2 separate regions of the Pan troglodytes genome follow, and region 2 is linked to region 1. The links are chromatin contacts, called in public Hi-C maps. All regions are on one chromosome and are shown on one strand. Each heading gives the region's core, a stretch centred on a gene start, on an enhancer-like site or on the middle of the called end of the contact. The rest is flanking DNA. Distances are from core to core; before and after follow the strand shown. Region 1 overlaps LOC104006967 (a long non-coding RNA gene). Region 2 has its middle 370 kb from the start of HSF2.

Region 1 (6,529 bases), core at 1,478-3,977:
GTGGCATGACCTGTACTCCTTCTCTTGGGATCTGAGAGTATAATAAACTACCTTTTCAATGGCGGTTATCTCCTGGTCTGTTGGTTTTACTATGCCTTAATAGTAATAAAGCCAAAAGGAGATAGGAAGAGGGACAAGGGGCATAGTTAATGACTGATTCTAGTTACTTTAGTTGATAATCTGCATGTTATCTGCTGTTGCACCTGAGCAGGGCAAGACGGTTGTCTCCCCTCAAAGTCACAAAACAACAGATCCAAGAAGTTCAGAGGACACCAACCAGGATGAGCATAAAAATATTTATACTTTGATATATCACATTCAAGATGCAGGAAAACAAAGACATAAAGCTAAATCCTGAAATAGAAGGGAGTGAAGGACTAAGGAAAATTCTCAGGCATCTCTGTGGGTGGCACCTTTGAGATAGAAAAAACAGGTGAGAAAACCTTCCGTGCTGAATTCAGCCCTACATTCTTTCTTATTTCTCTATAACCTTCTCCACAGAATCTGCCAGTACCCAGATCCAGGCTTTATTTGAGAACTGGATTCCTACATCAATGTTTTCCTTAAATCTGATGAATTCATTTTTTCATTTTCTTCTTCTTATACAGCTTGAGTACTGCTCCATAACACTTTTTAAAATATTACTAGCTGGACACAGTGGTTCACGCCTATAATCACAAAACTTTGGAAGGCTGAGGTGGGAGGACCACTTGAGCTCAGGAGTTCAAGACCAGCCTGGACAACATAGGGAGACTCCATCTCTCCAAAAAAAAAATTAAAATTAAAAATTAGCTATTCATGATGGTGTGTTCCTGTAGTCCCAGCTACTCAGGAGGCTGAGGTGGGAGGATCATTTGAAGACAGGAGTTCAAGGCTGCAGTGCTATGATTGGGCCACTGCACTCCAGCCTGGGTGACAGTGAGAACCTATCTCAAAAATAATAATAATAAAAATAAAAATAATATCACTTCTAGGTTTTGTTTTTTCCTCTGTCACTGATTTTTTACTCCTTTGGGTACTAAAACATTTTTAAATAATAAGGTAATGTGGTTTTCTTGCAGAAGACTAAGAAAGTTGAAACAAAGTCATCTATGATCCTATAGTCCAAAGTTATCCACTGTTAGAAAGTGATGTTTTCCAGTGTATTTCTCTGTCTAGACATGACCATACCTCTTCTGTCTCGAAGTGTAACACATGCTATTTTACACCTCTGAAATACCCTTTCCTCCCATTTTATGTGCTTTCAGCAACAGTAGCTGAGCATGGTGATATGAACTAAAAAGAGCTATCACCTTGGCACATAATACAGGACACCCCTATGGCCTGGCAGGTATATATAACAGCGAGAATACCTCAGCGATGGCACACACCCACTGTCCATCAATCTGCAGGCTCAGGTCTTAACATCAACATTGTGTGCCAGGGAACAGCAATGGCAGAAGGAGTCTAATAGGGCAGATAGTTTCCTTTCTGTTTAGTGTTGGAATCAAGACAAGTGTCACCCTTCCTAGGGTTCTTGGATTTTTCTTCTTCTTCTTTTTTTTTTGTTTTTGTTTTTGTTTTTCCTTCTTCTTTTTTTTGCCTAGCAGGGAAAGCGAAGTTGGGTCTTAAAGAAAGATATCATTTTATTTTGTTTTGTTTTGTTTTCTAAAAAGAGGTACAGGGGAGTAAATGATTGATTGGTGGAGGTAGGGTGGAGATGACTATATTATAACCATATTTGTGTCCTTAACTTTGAAACAAGTCATGCCGGTTCCTAGTCTGTGCATGCTCTTGTATCTGTAGGATGCATTTTTAAAAGCCAAATGACTATCCCATCAAAACCTAAGCCAAGTGCGATGTTGCCTAGTTTTGCCTTTAAAAACAAAACAGATTTTTCACTACTTTCCAATGCAAGCACTAGCTTAATAAACTAGCAAAAATTGGGAGACTTCCTTTCTTTCTTCAAATGCTTCTTAACTTCATTTATTCATCTGGGCTAAATTTTTTGTGACTTTTAGAATTACAAAAGAAAACACATAACCCTTCATTAAACAGACTCACCAAATAACACTTCAATCAAGAACAAAGCCAGCATTATGGTAAACAAGCTATGATATATAATATGCCTAATTAACTTCAGTAGATGCAATTATAAAAGATCTCTAACTCTGGTTGATAAATGAAATGGACAGTTTTCTATAAAGAGGCTACAAAAAAATAAATAAAATTAAAAAAATTTTAATAACTGTCATCGTGGAAGGAAAAACCACAAGATATTAGAACTCTTTAATAGAGCCTCTTGTTTTCTAGTGAATTTTCACAACTATATTGCCTTTTTTGTAAGCTGTGATAGTATAACTTATTTTACCCCGAGGCTATCACAGTAAAAAGGATACTTTTTTTCTCATGAAAAAGTACAACACAGCTAAGATTTTCATGGTGTACCTAGTTGTACATTTAAAAAAAAAAATAATGTTCTTAATTATCTACAATTCTAGGAAGAAAAGCAACTACTGTGATTACTCAGGGAACAGAAAATCCTCTCCGTGTTCCTTCTAAACAACATTGCATAAGATATAAAGAAGAAAACATCTATTTTATTTTGAAATAAGTATCAAAAGAGCTTGCCTGGTGGGATTATAAAAGAGTTCAGTTGGGCTGAGAGTTGCTTAAGCTGGAAGTGCCACACTGCTAGGGAGGGAACAGAAAGAACAGCAGTCCTTTCAGAGGATTACAGGGCAGTGCTGTGAGCCTGAGAGGCTGCATTCAGCTACTGGCTGAAACAAAGGCAGAGCCAGAGCCACACTCTTAAGTGGAGGGAGAGTGAATAAAGAAAATGCCTGGCATTCAAAAGCTGCCTCTCAACTGGGATTCAGGATTGTCCTTTTCGGTTTCCAGGCATCAAGAAATCTACAAATGTTTGGAAAATATGTATACTTTTGAGGTGAGCTGAATATGGCTGGGACTTCTGCTTGTCTGGTCTTCAATCTCCAATCTCCTCAATTAGAAGAGGAAAAATAAAACAAACAGAATGAAAAAGATTGCCAAGAGGAAAGTTTCCACTTAAAAAATAAAAAAAAAATATATATATATGGATTGTAATAGAGGTCAAAACTGAGCTTGAACCTCCAAAGTATTGGGATAAGGCTGTGCACTGTGGCTGATGCCTGTAATCCCAGCACTTAGGGAGGCCAAGGCAGGAGGATATCTTGAGACCAGGAGATCGAGACCAGCCTAGGCAATAAGTGAGACCTCATCTCTACAGAAAATTTAAAAATTATCAAGGTGTGGCTGCACTGGCCTGTAGTCCCAGATACTGAGGAGGCTAAGGCAGGACAATCTTTTGAGCCCAGGAAGTTAAGGCTACAGTGAGCTGTGATTGCACCACTACACTCCAGCCTGGGTGACAGAGTGAGATTTTGTCTCCAAAAAAAAAAAGAAAGAAAGAAAAAGAAAGAAACAAAGAAAGAAAAGAAACAATGATAGGTGTGCTCCTGATTTTGTTCAGTGTTGCCCAATAACAATCCCTTGTTGAAGTCTTGCCCATGTCTACCTCTGCCATAAGACTTTCCCAGGCATCTCAGCTCAAAGTGATCTAGATTCATAGCACTTATTGCTAGTATTGCACATATGGCACCAAATACTTATGGCCTTGAATTTTCATTGGGATATGTTGGATTCGAATTGACTTTGAAATATTCTAAAGGAGAATTACAGCAGAAAATTGTGAGCTTAAGTCTGTCACTCAGGAAGGGTGCAGTCTAGAGATATAGAGATATAAAGGTGAAAATCTTCAGAAAATAGGTGGTAACTGAAACCAGAAGAAAGAACAGGTGTACCTAAATAAAGGTCTGTAAAATGAGGAAAGAAAGTTCGAAAAGAATTCTTAAGAACATCATTACTTAAGAAGTACATAGTAGAAAAATTAGTGAAAGATAATTGTAAGACGTCAGAACGAATGGTTAAGATGGAAGAAAGAATGGTTGCTTTATGCGGGCTTTTAGTTTCTCCAAAGAGCGAGGTATTGTATTGGTGATTTTGCATTTTCCAGAACACCTATCATAATTTTATGCATGTAGTATGCCCTCAATATTTATTGAACAAGACGTGAGGAATAAATATATATAAATATTGTTCTTAGTTCTCTTTTGATTGTTCTTTTCTTAGCATCAGCAACACCAGTACCACTCCTATTCCAGCGTGTTTATCTCACCTTTCAGAAGATACTGAGTAACAGCAGGGGGCCTGTTAATGGAGGACTCTGACCTCTAGGGGGAGCTCAAGGAGAGGAATACCGAGTGAGGGTCCAGACACAGTCCTCAATGGGTCACTGTAGTAGCAGATCGAGCTTTTGGTGAATTAGGAAGGGCTAAGAAGGCCCTGCTTCCACATAGCTCAATCTTTAGTTCTTTTGAAATCATACCTCTCTTTAAATGTCACATGACAGTAAGCGGATCTAGGCTTAAGTCCCACGTGGAAAAACTTTCCTAACATGGACAACCTAAACAAAATGCCAGATAGGATCTATGGGTTAAAGTAATGGCCAAAAAACTATATATAGCCACTGAAATGTTCGGCCCAAGGTGTGTGTGTATGTTCAATAATTTGAATAACTTTGGAACAGGCATAAATGTACCACTCTGCCACAGCCCTAACACTTCTTTCATCTAATACCTGCCCCACTTCACAAATTTGTTTCTTACCTTGTTGGTCTCTATAGGAATTTGAATTTGCAAATATTGTTTAAATTTATAAAAGTATATTTTTCCAGGTTACATTCTCCAAACTTTCATGGTTAAGATGTAAGTGTTCAATGTCTCCTAAATTCCTGCATTCCTCACCAGAAAAACAACAAATTGAATTCCTTTCTCTGAAGACTTGTTTGATTCCACATAGGGGAGCTTGGCAGAACAGGCAGATGATTGTGTCCACAGGCCACAGAAATTGCTGCAGTCTGTCCTAACTCTTTTGCTTTGGGGTTCTTTAACTTCCCTTATTGTATCTACCTCAGCAGAGTTGAAATTATGGGAGTATCCCTTTTGAAGAGAATAAATCTGAATCCTTCTTTTGGTTGTGAATCACTATTGTCACCAAAAATGCAATAGAAAAGACAAATAAGAGCTGAAAACAAAGTATCCAGGACTACGTGTGGGTCCAACCTTGTTTTTCTTACACTTGAAAAGAAAATAAAGTATACTGAAGTGAAAGCCCTTCTCCATAGTTCTATGATCAGATCCAAGGCAGGAGACTTCACATCTCGCACAAATGAGTGTTCCAAAGCAGGAGGGATTAGACAACCACCACGAAGTCGGCGCACTGCCACTGGGCTGGATTTCCCAGGGTAGGAAAAAAATCTCTTCTGCTATCCTAAAAGCACAAATATTTCAAGTCTCACCATGGGTAGCCAAGAAAATAGAGTAGAAAAGAGTCTTCCAAACCGTAAACCACCTATTTGTTTGAGGCATATTTTACAAGCTCAAGGAATCCACTGTTTATCTTATCAATACAATCAGAAAAACAATTCATGAAATGTCTACCATATGTTGGGCTCTGCACCTGCACAGAGGTATAAGACAAGGACTCTGCCTTCAAAAGCAGATAGTCTAACATTGCTGGCAAATGTGGGTGGATTTCCTGTCTCCAGCCGGATCTACAGCAGTGTTTTGTTTTGAAATCCATTTACTTGAGAGCATTATGAACCAATTCATTGGTCGTAAGCTCTATAGTAAGAATAACATATAATATTAGTTCCCAGGTATGAGACATTCCAGGCATATTTTATAAGGGTGATTTTCAGTGTCCCATGGCAAAGATTTTAAATGGATTTGATCAAAAGTCAAAAGGAGCCTTTTCACATGCTCTTGCTGAGGAACTTGGCATTGCGACTGTACCTAATTGAAAGGCTTTGTTGGCTGAAGTGTGCTGGCTTCACGCCCAATCACAGGACCCCTTGGAACAATTAGTAAGGCCATTAGTTTGCGTGCCTAATCCCAAGTGACCTTGTATGAGTCTCCCTCTGTCTTGGGATTTGCAGGTCCCATGGTTCAGTCCCATGGGAGAGTGAGATGTTAATCCTGCTTTTTTCTCTCTCATCCTTACAGATTGCCACAGGCCACTGACTGTCCTATAAATGGAGATTGAGTCTTTTTTTTTTTTTAACTACTTGACAGTAAAGCTTGCATCAGAACATGTTAAAACTACAGGTGTTATTAACTTTGAACATCAATCTCACTATAATTTTTACTTTTGGCCTTGATAATAACACCTTCTCCCTTTTTATTTACTTTTTATTTTATTTTAATTTTTTGAGGCAGGATCTCATTATATTGCCCAGGCTGGAGTTCAGTAGCTCAAATACAGCTCACTGCAGCCTTGACCTCCCAGGCTCAACTGATCCTTGTGCGTCAGCCTCCCATGTAGCTGGAACTGCAGGTGCATGCCACCATGCACAGCTAATCTTTTTATTGTTTTGTAGAGACAGTCTCACTCTGTTGCCCAGGCTAGTCTCAGACTCTTGGGCTAAGTGATCCTTCTGCCTCGGCCTCCC
Region 2 (6,529 bases), core at 2,305-4,804, 180 kb before region 1:
ACAAGTACATTTAGAATCCCGTGTCTCATGCTCAGAGAATTTTCACACGTGTAAAATTAAACAGACTCCCTAATGGATTCTTCTTTTAGGAGTAATAAGAATGAGATGGGGAAAATGTACGTTTTCTTTCCAAGTTAATATGATTGTAAAACCATGAGCAATTGTGGCCTACATGAAACTGACAGTTTGTGTTGGTACTCTTTCTGGAATGACACAGGCACACTCTTCAACAAGAGTTTTACTGAAGGGCCAGGATTTTTCAAACATTTACTAAGTTTTCATTTGCTATTTAAAAAAAGACTTTGAGCTTTTGTGGTGGGAGAACTCTTTTGCTGATGTATGAGGAGACTGCTATCTGAATTTGTAAATGACATCTATGGAAAATGGGAGGATTAAACAGAGCCTTGCCGTTTCTCTTCGTCTGTGGTGCATTCTACATTTTAAAACTTCTTGGCCGGACATGGTGGCTCACACCTGTAATCCCAGCACTTTGGGAGGCCCAGGCAGGCAAATCACTTGAGGTCAGAGGTTCAAGACCTGGCCAACATGACAAAACCCTGACTCTACTAAAAACACAAAAATTAGCTGGGCATGGCCGTGTATTCCTGTAATCCCAGCTACTCGGAGAGCTGAGGCAGGAGAATGGCTTCAACCCGGGAAGCAGACATTGCAGTAAACCAAGATCATGACACTGCACTCCAGCCGGGGCAACAAGAGCGAGATACCTCCTATAAATAAATAAATAAATGAATAAATAAATAAGTAAAATGAAATAAAATTTCTTTACAACCTATTTGTGCTTTAAATTTTTTTAATGGGTAATAGGTTGGGCTTCTTCTCATAGTGAATGTTCCTTATTTGTTGTTAGTGTTGCCTCTATAGATATGTGTATGCTTTGATATTTCTTCTGTCTTTTACACACACACACTCACACACACACAGACACACCCTTTCTCCCTTAAATTTAGGGACCAAACTGACCAAATCCTAAGTCAGTTTATTAACTGCAAAATTTATATGAAGCAGTTTATAACTGGCCCACAGATATTGGTAATCATGTAGTGGATGTGTATTAGTCCATCTTCATGCTGCTGATAAAGACATACCCAAGACTGGGAAGAAAAAGAGCTTTAATTGGACTTACAGTTCCACATGGCTGGGGAGGCCTCAGAATCATGGCAGGAGATGAAAGGCATCCTTACACGACAGCAGCAAGAGAAAATGAGGAAGAAGCAAAAGCAGAAACCCCTGATAAACCCATCAGATCTTGTGAGACTTATTCACTATCACGGCAATAGCATGGGAAAGACCGGCCCCCATGATTCAATTACCTCCCCCTGGGTCCCTCCCACAACACATGGGAATTCTGGGAGATACAATTCAAGTTGAGATTTGGGTGGGGACACAGCCAAACCATATCAAGATGTATTTCAGTTTTGAGTATCTGAGGACTTAACATAATAGAAAGAAAGAGAGCAGGAAGAAGAGGGAACATGTTCATACTGTATTATCCTCATTTTACTAGTCACCTGCAAATAAATATAATTTAAACAGGTCTAAAATTTCTGCTAACATGAGATTTAAAAAAAAGGCACAGAACATAAATGCACCACATAAATGGCAAATACAGCATGTAAATTAATTCTGAGATGAATAGGAAAATGAAGTCGAGTCATGTTTTCCAAGTCTTCTGATCAAATAATTGAAAGAGAAGGGGGTCATCAAATAAGATCCTGGAAATAGAAGATGCTGAGTGTGAACTATTTTGAAATCCTATCCAAACCTCAACATACATGTGTGGAGAACAAGTATCCGTGTGTTCTGTTGAACGGTCATGTGGTTTTGGGATTTGCTTCAGTTGCTGCAGTCAGCATTTCTAGGCTTTGTCCTGATCCTGTGCCAAGAGGACATCTTTGTGGAGACTTGGAATATACCCTCAGTGTGAGTCCCTGTCTTTAATCTCAAAACCACTTTCAAAGCCATGTGTATCCTGCAGAGCAGTGCAACTCTTATGAAAGCACATTTTTCCAGTGCTTTGGCTATGCTATTACCTTTGGTGTCTTGGTTCTGGTGGATTCTGGCTCCTTAGATAACTCTAGTGTGACTCAAGGAAAGGTATTGGGAGTACAGTTAGCAGAGAAAGAAAGCCATATTCTCAAACTCTCTATGCTCGTATGGTCCCAACTTATGGTCAAACCTAGGTTTTCAGTACTTTTGTTTACCTCTAAGTTTGAAAGGTAGAAAATATGATAAAATTTGAGTGTTGTACTTAGCAATATTTTCTAATATGATTCACCCGGCTGCTGATTAACCCCAAATTTCCTAAGTTGCTGTAAATTTTCTAATATTCTCATTTATATAAACTTACTTTTATATTTTCTAATATTCTCATATGCTTTATATAAACTTGCATGAGCCTAAAACCATTAATAACAAAATACTTTAGCCCGTTATAGTAATCAACTTGACAACTTACCACCTTAAATGAGAAGGTAGAATATCTTTCCGCCAGTGTTCCATTCCACAAATATTCGTTAAGCCCCTTACATTAACAAGGCCCTGCACTAAAATGTTGTGAATGATGTAACTATGAGCCTATCTGAATACAATATTTAGATGTGGCTTAATATTTATAGAAATAACTTAATATTTATAGAAATAAGTATTAAGAATTAAGAAATAAATATTAAGAATATTATTTATAGAAATAAATATTAAGTGGGTTTCTTGGGCACAAATAGAAACCAAATAAGGCTTAATTATTGATAATGAAAAAAAGCCTTTTTATTGAGTTGACCCTGTTTTACTCAGCCTAATTGCCATAAATTCAAAGATTATATAGTATAGCTAGATTTATTTTAGTTCAAGCTATAAATTGGTATTGACAAGATGTGTCTTAAAACATAATGGATTCATTTTTTATATTATGTTTTTGTGATGACAAAACACATCTTCTAAAACAATCATCAAACAGTTGCAACCATCTGTTGTTAAGAACAGAGAAGCAAAGTACTTTATTTCCTCTTTCATTTTTTTTTGTAAGCCTGCACGTCAGCATGTACTTCTCCCCAAACTTTACATCAGCAGTTTGCCAACTTGCTTTGCTATATTGATTTCATGCTTGTTTCATTAATCATCTGTCAGACTCTTTTATCAATGGATAGACAACTTTGCAGACTGATTGCTAGCTCTAAATGTTAAATTTCCTACCATCTCAAGATTCAGTTGACAGTGGTACTCAATGAAAAATGCTACGTCAAAATTTTGGGCAAATTGATCTTTTTGGATCTCAATCTCCTCATCTCTTAGAAATCCAAAAAAGATAAAAAGAAATGATATCTACATTACCTGCAGCTTTAAGTATCTATGAAATGTGACTGATGTAAACATATAAGAAATATTACAGTAGGATTTCCAATCCCAAGAATGATTACTACTATTGAGAGGTATTCAATGACATACGTTAGTCAGTAGATGGCACTGTTTATTATGGTATTCCCATTAGGAAAGCAGTTACAAAATGTCAATTGCCTCACCTGATCAGGGTAGGGGAGGAGAGGACGAGGCTCTGTTCTTACAGAAGAGAACACATGGATTTCTCAGAGGTTAGAGTGACCTGGAGAAGGAATCCAGTTCATCTTATCTATTAGATCTTGGAAAGGGAAATTCTATTCTAGATATTTTTCAGAGATGGATATGTTTAACACACTTCATTAACCACTTTCAAATTTGAAACACTTAAGAAATCTACTTAGATCACATCTTTTCTTGTCCTTGTATTTGGTCCTGAGTGAAATTCAGAAAAATCATTTCCATTTCCTTTCTTTAAAAATCCTTCCAGCTCTATAGGGAGCACTCTTACTTTACACAAGCATTTTTTTCTTCCTTAGGATCTTCAGTCTGAGAAACACTTCAAATTTATGGGAAATGACTACCCACCATGCCTTCTTGAATTCTAATATGCCTTTCATATCAGGGCCACATATACAATGTAGTATCTATACATGCATTTAGGTATTCAATAACCAAAATATGTATATATTTGCAGTACACAACAGATATACATAGTATTTCCATTAGCCAGAAACAACTACAATCTTTTGGAGAAATTAATAGAGCAAAATGAATAAAACATAATTCATAACTGTTAGGTATAGAATGTTGCTTTCAGCTACCATCTCTTTTCATCTTTCTCTTTTTGCTGTTTTTTTCATGACTTTAAAAACAGTTTATAAGTGAAAATAAATAGGAACAAAGGACTGTGTAAATGAACTCTATCAAGTAAATATTCAGAACAGTTTTGTTATAAGTTCAGAGAGGTAACCATCCTGGACCATCAGATATCATTCTTTTTCTTTAAAAATTTTAAGGAAACATTAGTGCACTTAAGCTTTATACAATTCTGTCTCCCTGTATTGTATTTTAAGTCTCTGAAAAGCATGGAATATGTTGTATATGTTCATGGATCCCAAGAGTTTTACACAGTATTTGATTAGTTAAGATAGACTATGGGTACTTAATGAATACTGCCTAAATGAATTAATAAATAATTTAACCTAAGTTAATTGAATCATTCAGGAGAATTGTCAGCTACTTTCAAAATATAGTTTCAATAACTATCATGTCAGCATTTGGTTCCCCTATGATAAGTCTACTTATCGTATTGTGTGTGGAGTCAGTAGCTTTCCTTGTGTTACTAATAAGAAATGAAAACAAGGACAAAGGAAACCCATTTGAACAACTTATTCTATGTAGAAATGTGATTAGATTAAATGTCCTTTTCTCACCTTCTGATTGTTATGAGTACATTCATTAAATCAACTTATTCTGTACAAAATATTTTTTTCTAGACAAAACATTATCATCAGACTTTCCTTTGTATTGTCTTACAATTACAACCTTACTCACGGTTTTAAAATTACGTGGAAAACATTGAGGGTTTAGCTTTTTATTTTACTTGGTTTATTTGGGGAGTTTGCTATTTGTATTTTTTTTTACTGTTTGAAAATGTTTCTTAAACTCGACTAACAGTCCTTGATTATAGAATTGTATATCCATTGTAATTTTATTGCATATAATTCCTGGAGTTGTCACCAAGGACCCTTTACAGAAAAATCCAACATATTTGATTAACAAATATACTTACTAATTAAAGAAATCATTTGATATTCTGTGATATCAATTTGTATCCTATAAATATATTTAAAATAAATAGACATAACTTATTTGAAGAGGATATACAGATGACAATAAATACATGAAAAGATGTTCAAAATCATTAGCATTAAGGAAATGCAATCTGAGACCATAATGAAGTATCATCAAACACCTATTAGAACAGCCAAAGTGAAAATAGTGACAATACCAGATGCAGGGGAGGATGCAGAGAAACTGGATCTCTCATACATTGCTGGGGAGAATGTAAAATGTTACAGTCATTCTGGAAAACAGTTTGGTAGTTTCTTAAAAATTCAACATACACTTATTATATGACCCAGCATTGATACTGCTGGGCATTTATTCCAATGAAAATAAATGAACTGTTCATATATGCAACTGCTTGGATGAATCTCAAGGGTACCATGCTGTGTGGAGAAGAGCCAGTCTCTAAAGGCCGTGTATTGTATGATTCCATTTATATAGCATGCTGGAAATGACAAAATTACAGAGATGGAGAACAAATTAAAGGTTGCCAGAGGTTACAGATGGTGGCAGGAGAGTGCTATAAAAGGATAAGGAGAGAAAAGAGTGACATTTGTGGTGATGTCACAGTTCTGTGTCTTGATTGTGGTGGTCATTACACAAATCTACACACATGATAAAGTATTAATATTGTAGCAATGTTGATTTTTCTGGTTTTGATACTGTCCTACAGTTGTGTAGCAGGCAACCACTGGGGGAAACTGAGTGGAAGGTAATACTACTTTTTTCCATTTTCAACTTCCTGTGAATCTATAATTTAAAAACAAAACACATTTTTAAGTCATTTCTTGCCATCTTAGCTTGAATTATAAAACAGACAATATAATATTTTTCCTTTCTTTCCTCAATACATTTTTTCATTATTTATACTCTACAATTATTCTTAACTGGTAAGTTTGTTCCAACACTCAGTAAATGAAGCTATTTCAGCAATCTTTTCTGCTTTTCCAATAGTAGTAAAGATAAGGATATGCAGAATAAATTTTGCAATTCCTCTACCTAACAGCAAGGATAGCTAATAACAAAGTGTACTGAGGTTCATTGGGAAAGAGACATACTCATGTAGAAGGAGTGTTTAAAACCCATTTAAAATGTTTTGTCTACTGCCTGAAAGAGGGATGACTGTCTTTTTTGGAAATATAGATAATTACTTTTGGCAATTGTAATTGAGACACTATCAAACTAGAACTTCCTTCCACATTTCATATTATATGTCTAGATGTGAACAGAGAAAGAAACTGTTAGAAATAAGTCTTCCATTTATTAATTGGAAATCAAATGATATACTATATAATGAAATGCTTTGCATTTTCATTTGGTGCACAGA

Evidence for each region. A called contact is a pair of places that touch in the nucleus more often than the background predicts.
Region 2: a contact with region 1 is called in a Hi-C map of induced pluripotent stem cells, with 2.1 times the contacts expected there. The contact joins two enhancer-like sites. A contact is called at or near these places in 4 of 7 Hi-C or Micro-C datasets (blood, induced pluripotent stem cells and stem cell-derived neural progenitor cells).

The regions. Positions count from the first base shown.
Region 1 is chr5:133,720,514-133,727,042 of NHGRI_mPanTro3-v2.0_pri, reverse strand. All of the region lies in intron 1 of LOC104006967 (a long non-coding RNA gene), which reads right to left. Among named protein-coding and RNA genes, the nearest start is that of GJA1, 410 kb to the right of the region's middle. Within about 2 kb of position 2,727, at least 8 of the 24 cell types and tissues checked have an H3K27ac peak or open chromatin away from gene starts, as enhancers often do. A contact at or near this core is called in induced pluripotent stem cells, where this site is marked.
Region 2 is chr5:133,903,281-133,909,809 of NHGRI_mPanTro3-v2.0_pri, reverse strand. No RefSeq gene overlaps it. Among named protein-coding and RNA genes, the nearest start is that of HSF2, 370 kb to the left of the region's middle. Within about 2 kb of position 3,554, at least 1 of the 24 cell types and tissues checked has an H3K27ac peak or open chromatin away from gene starts, as enhancers often do. A contact at or near this core is called in induced pluripotent stem cells, where this site is marked.